2 separate regions of the Gasterosteus aculeatus genome follow, and region 1 is linked to region 2. Evidence: chromatin contacts called from public Hi-C data. All regions are on one chromosome and are shown on one strand. Each heading gives the region's core, a stretch centred on a gene start, on an enhancer-like site or on the middle of the called end of the contact. The rest is flanking DNA. Distances are from core to core; before and after follow the strand shown. Region 1 overlaps cntln (centlein, centrosomal protein). Region 2 holds the start of cntln (centlein, centrosomal protein).

The links. A called contact is a pair of places that touch in the nucleus more often than the background predicts.
Region 1: a Hi-C map of liver shows a contact between it and region 2, with 2.6 times the contacts expected there. The contact joins the enhancer-like site here to the promoter of cntln in region 2. A contact is called at or near these places in 2 of 6 Hi-C or Micro-C datasets (liver and skeletal muscle).

What each region holds. Positions count from the first base shown.
Region 1 is chr9:16,039,680-16,042,688 of fGasAcu3.hap1.1, forward strand. It overlaps cntln (centlein, centrosomal protein), which reads left to right. Exons shown (of 27, transcript XM_040187168.2): 19 at 296-567. Among protein-coding and RNA genes, the nearest start is that of sh3gl2a, 32 kb to the right of the region's middle. Within about 2 kb of position 1,307, at least 1 of the 9 cell types and tissues checked has open chromatin away from gene starts, as enhancers often do. A contact at or near this core is called in liver, where this site is marked.
Region 2 is chr9:15,993,205-15,996,160 of fGasAcu3.hap1.1, forward strand. cntln (centlein, centrosomal protein) reads left to right here and starts at 1,359. Exons shown (of 27, transcript XM_040187168.2): 1 at 1,359-1,514; 2 at 2,078-2,165. The coding sequence starts at 2,085.

The DNA of each region.
Region 1 (3,009 bases), core at 57-2,556, 46 kb after region 2:
TATTAATTGCAGCAGGAAGAACACTCGATGCGTGTACATGCTGTCGATCGGAAACAAGTATCTCAGAAGTTAACAAGCTTCGTTTTTGTTAGTTTTTGGAACTTGACACTCTTGAATTGGTTATAAATGGAAAATGTTAATCATTCAAGTAGTTAAATATATCACCATTTTCACCTGTGCATACACAGATACACTTTTACATAAGCCTGTTAACTCCCACCAGTAGCTTCTAAATAGGGATTTGTTCGCTGCACTTGTCGACTCTGAGGTGCCTGCGTGTACTTCCTCCTGTTAGACGTTGAACAGCATGAGCCGTGGGACCGAGGGACGAGAGGAGAGGAAAGGAGGTGGAGGAGGAAGAAGAGGATGCTAATGAAGACCCGGCACTACTCCTCCTCTTCTCTGCAGCAGCGCACAGAGTCCCTCCAGCATCACATTGACATACTGCGAAGTGCCAAGAAAGACGCTCTGCTTTCTGCCAGGGAGCTTCGAAGGGCCAATGAGAAAAACACGGCACAACTCGACTCCCTCACCGAGAAACTCTGGATCAGCGAGCAGCGAGCACAGGTAACATTAACAGGGAAATCAGTCAATTGGAAAGTGTTGGTAATTTTCATTGATGTGTTTCTTTATTCTTTATTTGTGAGTGCAGTGCGTCTATCACGCACAATAAATGGCTTCAGGGCGACTCTTTTCTGTGGAGGTCAGCGGCACGGATCAGGAGGGGGGACGATGATCTCTCTCCCTCTTTTTTCCTCTCTTCCACTCTGCTGTTGTCTCGCTGAATGTTTCAACAAGGCAGTTCCTCCACAGCAGTCTGTGTCACTTGCACTAACATTTCGCTGTATGCAAGACCCCGTGTGTGCAGACACACACACACACACACACGCGGTGACCACTGCCACACACTCATTTAGTTATTTAGTATCTGCCTCCAGGTAGGAAACTGTTAGACTTGCTAAGGACTATAAATAAAACACCAAGTACTTTGGCCCTAAAATGTACCTCACCTGCCAGGTTGTCCTTTTACAAACCAACATACACAAAAACACACACACACACACTTTGTGCCCACAAATACACACACCAACACCTAGACGGATAGTCGTTAATCAGACAGGCAGGAGACTTCTTTTGGTGGATTCAGAAATAGCGGCAGCAGCCAGTGAGGTCCCACTGGGCGCCTGATTAGGCGTATGTGCCTGTATGTCCTTATGTTTAATGAGTGAATGGTACAGATACAGTATATTACACCTACACACACACACACACACACACAGAGGTCAGAGTGCGGCCCTTATAGTGCTGCTGTCTAGGAAGTGGCCCTTGTGCCCCCACCCAGGAATCTGATTGCTAAGGCCCAACGAGACCTTAGACTGAGGCACAGCAGTAAAGCCACACGAGGTTGCACAGACACACTCACACACACACACACACACACACACACATATACACTGTCAATGAGTGGACAGAGAGGGGATTGTTGTCTTCCTGTTTGTTTCCTCTCCCCTCCTGCAGTATTAATGCCACTCCACCAGAGAAAGTTGGAGCCGGCTGACTGGCCGAAGCCATGTGTTGTTGCCCTCTCTGCAAAGGGCAAGAGGTGATGGACTTTGGGCTTGTTCCAGGCGGTCCTTGCCAACTTTCAAACTAAAACTCTCTGCTTGTAATTGGCCTAGGACAGCCTCCACAGGGGCCATCATGTGAGAAGTAGCATGGCAGTTTCTCAGAAACTTGTTTGTGTTGCCTAGAGATCGACCGGTCTTGGATAGTGGAAGGTTTGGAGCAGGAAAAAGCTGAATAATTGTAAAACTCTCCAAAAGCATCTTCTCTCAATTTATTGCAATATCAGATGTTCAATGGGGCGGGAACGGTGTGTACCACTTAACCTTTCATTATTTAGGCTGCTTCTTGTTTTATCTAACTTCCGTCTGTAGTCGCTGTATGAGTTTCTAACTGCATTTTAATAGCTGCTACAGTATTTTCAGAAAAAGATGATTCCTATTATTACTTGGTTTGGTTATGATGCTAGTGGTGGGGTTTAGCGACCACGGTAATATTACTGCAACAAAGTCCAATGTGCCAAGTTATACCAACAATCAGATTATTTTGATGGTTGCAAATAAACCATGAAGGTTTTAGACAGATTATCCAAACCATTTGATCTTGAAGGAATAGCTGAAGAAGCTTAAAACCTCAGGTGACAGGTAAAGCATTCCCTCCTCTTTCTACCAAGGTCTTGACAAAATGTGCTAGTCATGCGTATCATCCAAATACAGGATCATTTTTGTAACTTGGATTATCTACTTCACTCTGTCATTACTTCCTTGTCTACTTCACTTTGCAGTGTACTCTGACATGGCTTCGCAAATCTAGCAGCTTTATCTCTTCACGTGCCGAGTGCACTACCCTCCTCAAACACGTAAGGGCCGGATTATCACAGGATTAGTGGGTGCAACAGACAACCCACTACCTTTTTAAAATATACAGACATTACACTAATGTCTCTGTTGATTGCTTTACAAAGTCACTGTGATTTCTGCATGTGTATATGTGTCGCTATTACAACTGGTTTCCAAATTCTTCCTGCTTCTGATTGAGTACCACGCGGAAAGTTATCAGTGAGACTCCTGCTCAGATGCGAGAAAGAGAGAGAGGTGTCCCCTTTTTCCAGCCTAATGGACCACCAGTAAATCCGCCCCATGTCAGTGTCATCTCTCTCCAGGGCTGAATACGCGCCGTGAAATCAAAGCCTGTATTACAGGAACTGCCATCAATGCCGTTCTTAATGCGTGCACCGCGGCAACTGCAGCCCCAGCCTCGCTTTTCATTCTCCTCTCCTTCCTCTCTCCCACTCGATCACTCCTACTTCGCTCTCTCCCTCCCTCCCGGGGGACACGGCATGCGTGTCTTCAACAGAGGAGAGGAAACCTAAAACAAGAGGGATTCTATTAAAAGGTGTCAGCCAGCAACCAGATATCAATAACCTCCATGTATGCAGAGCAGAGA
Region 2 (2,956 bases), core at 109-2,608:
AATTCACTGGCGGATTCTGGGACATTTTGCTATTCGACCTTTGATATTTTTAGATTTCTTTCTTTAACATCTTAAAGACGTTAAATTTGATCTATTAAGTGATTCACGCGTTTTTATCAAATGGACAACACATTTTATGTAGATATAAGTGAAATTCTTTAATTCAAACCAAATTTAATGACAAACAACATGTTAAAAATGAAATGTATTAATGTGCGTCATGTGCTTCTGCAGCTGAGATTTCAAAATGGCCTGTGAAGAAACTGTAGAATCACCCTAATTAGTTTGATAAATTGTTAATTTGACAATTTAGTCACGCGCCAAAACATTTCAATTGTGTGGATTTAAGACTCTAAATAATTTGTTAACAGCCCCTGTCCTTCAATGGAAATATTGGATAACCCTTATAGTGAGAAGATAAAAAACAAATGAATCATTGCACACACCAAAGCATATTCTTCATCCACAGATGATTAAGAATTCTTTCTGATATGAGTTGGTATATATAATTTAGAGATTTGACCCATGGTATCTTGGTCTTGATTTGAAGCTCAAAGTCGGTGTGTCAGCTGAAATGGGCCTCTGATTGGAGCCCAGTGGGAGGCGCGGTGCTGGTTAAAGAAGCCACCGCCAGGATATGAATCCTATAAAATTAAATCCAATCACTTTTTTGTTACTTACACAACCATGCCAGACACAATGTGCAGTGGATTCTGTTCGTGCCCATTGCTTCAGAAAGCATAAAACAAAGTAGTTCAAGAAACAATAGAATAAAATAGTCTACAAAAAGATGATAAATTAATATATTAGTGGCCTACATTTCAGGTAATTGAAATGAACCAGTGAGACAATGATATGAGGCTGAGAAAATTGAAACAATATGATCGCTGTCATACATATAATATATTATTGTAATACTGTGTATGAAATTAATAGCCAGGACGGATGCTGTTCTTGGAAAAGCAGAGTGCTGTTTTATTGCATCAAACCATGCATGCACACAGTTTATATCATTTGTTTATGTGTCCTGCTGCGAGGAAGAAAGTAAGGAAATATTTTCGGTGATTATTGTTTAGAATAATAAGAGGCTGCTGAGTCTTAAATCACACAGTCATTAGCCAACTACAGAGTTATCTGTGATCATGTGTAAATTAAATATTCTATCAACTGTTAAATTAGGTGTGTGGTCAATGTTTTTTTTAATCAAAACGGTCTGTACTTAGTAGGCTTATTTTGTACATAATATTGTCGTGGGGAGTGGGAGAGTTCAAACTAAAGTGTCCTTCTTTGTGTGGGATGAGGATCCACTGAAACAACCATAAGTACTCTGTAATAATCGCCCGTCTTTGAAAACGACTGCGGTCGGATCGCTCTGCCGTACATCAGTAGTAGCTGCCGTAAAATGACGCGATCATGGTGACGACACACAGGCACAGAAAGGAGAAACAGCGGGCTTGTTTGAAACAGGAAAGGCGTTTCGGTAGCTATTGACAACAGTGTGATTCAGTGAGAAGGTTTGGTCTGGTTTGTTATATGAAGCCTAGAAATGGTCATTTTAATGCATGCTTAAACTCTAACTGCAGTGACGTTGTTCCAACGTAACACGTACGGCTGTCAACTGCAGACGAGAGACGGAGAGCATAGTGTGTGTTAACTAACGTTAACGTTAGCTAAGTGGCTAACGTCAGCTAAGCTAGCTGCCAGCCAGTAGCACTTTCACGTTTTAGTGAAGTGCTGTGAGCGTAAAGCGTCGGCTAAAGTGTTGATATCTGGCTGGCTGGGAAGTTATCGTGACAGGTAAGATGCAAAGTGCGCAGTTAAAATGTCCTAAAAAGCCTCTCTGGAGTTCGACTGTGTCATCCTGCCAATGGCGAGACACGTTACGTCAAGTTAAGAACTAACTAACGTTCTCTAACGTCACATTAACTATTAACTACGTTGTATTCGTCAACCGTGCCACGGCTGATTAAATACAAACCCACCATGTTGATAACGTGTTAACTGTGTCATCTTCTTCATTGCCACGCGTTTTGAAAATGTCCAAACCGAACTCATATTGTTGTTTTGCTTCTTTCAGCACAACAATGTCCGCCAAAGACGACACTCGCAACCTGGTTTTGGAGGAGCAGGTGGAGAGTTTATCAGACGAGTTAATGCAATGCCAGGTATGTATTAATATGTGGTTGATTCACACTGGCTTCCTTCTAACTTAGTTACATACTAACATTAGCATTTCTTTAGTGACATTATGTGACAACGGGGACATTTAATCAGCAATATGTTCAGTGTAAAAAAGAAAAGAGTCCAAGATCATATTCTGTCATGGGCTAAGGTGGTTTATTTTGTCTCCCTAAATGTGCACTTACAGTAGGCAGAACCTTTAGCTTGGTAGTAGATGTTGTGTGCAAGATGATTTCCATCAGACAATGACCACCCTCTTGAAATAATTATTCTGGTTGTATTTAAAGAAAGGCGTATGATCTAAGATCAGTTTCAACTGCACCAGTAAAGCAGGGACTGGTGCTTATAGTTGTCAGGTTGATGATTAGCAAATACTGTTTGAACATTAGTTAAGGTTACCGAATTGCACAAATTGTTGTCACCGCAGGGATCGCTGCAACAAGTACCTGACCACACTTTATTAAACATTCAGCAAATACAATAAAAACTGTCTAGCAAATATTCCAAATGTTTCTATCTGTCTAAATGAATAGAAGACACAGAAACACAGACGAATGAACCGATTTGAGAACCTGTCATCTTCATTTTACAAATCGGGGGTTGTGGTGGGTTTTGCTTGCATACTCACCACCAGGTGGTGCCTAATAACATGAGTGAACTTAACCCAGCATCTTTCACTTTGCATATTCACAGAACCTCACTTTACAGGGACACACAGTGCTGGGATTCAGCAGTTGATGAGATACATTTGAGTTTCTATTTGACTTTAGATACC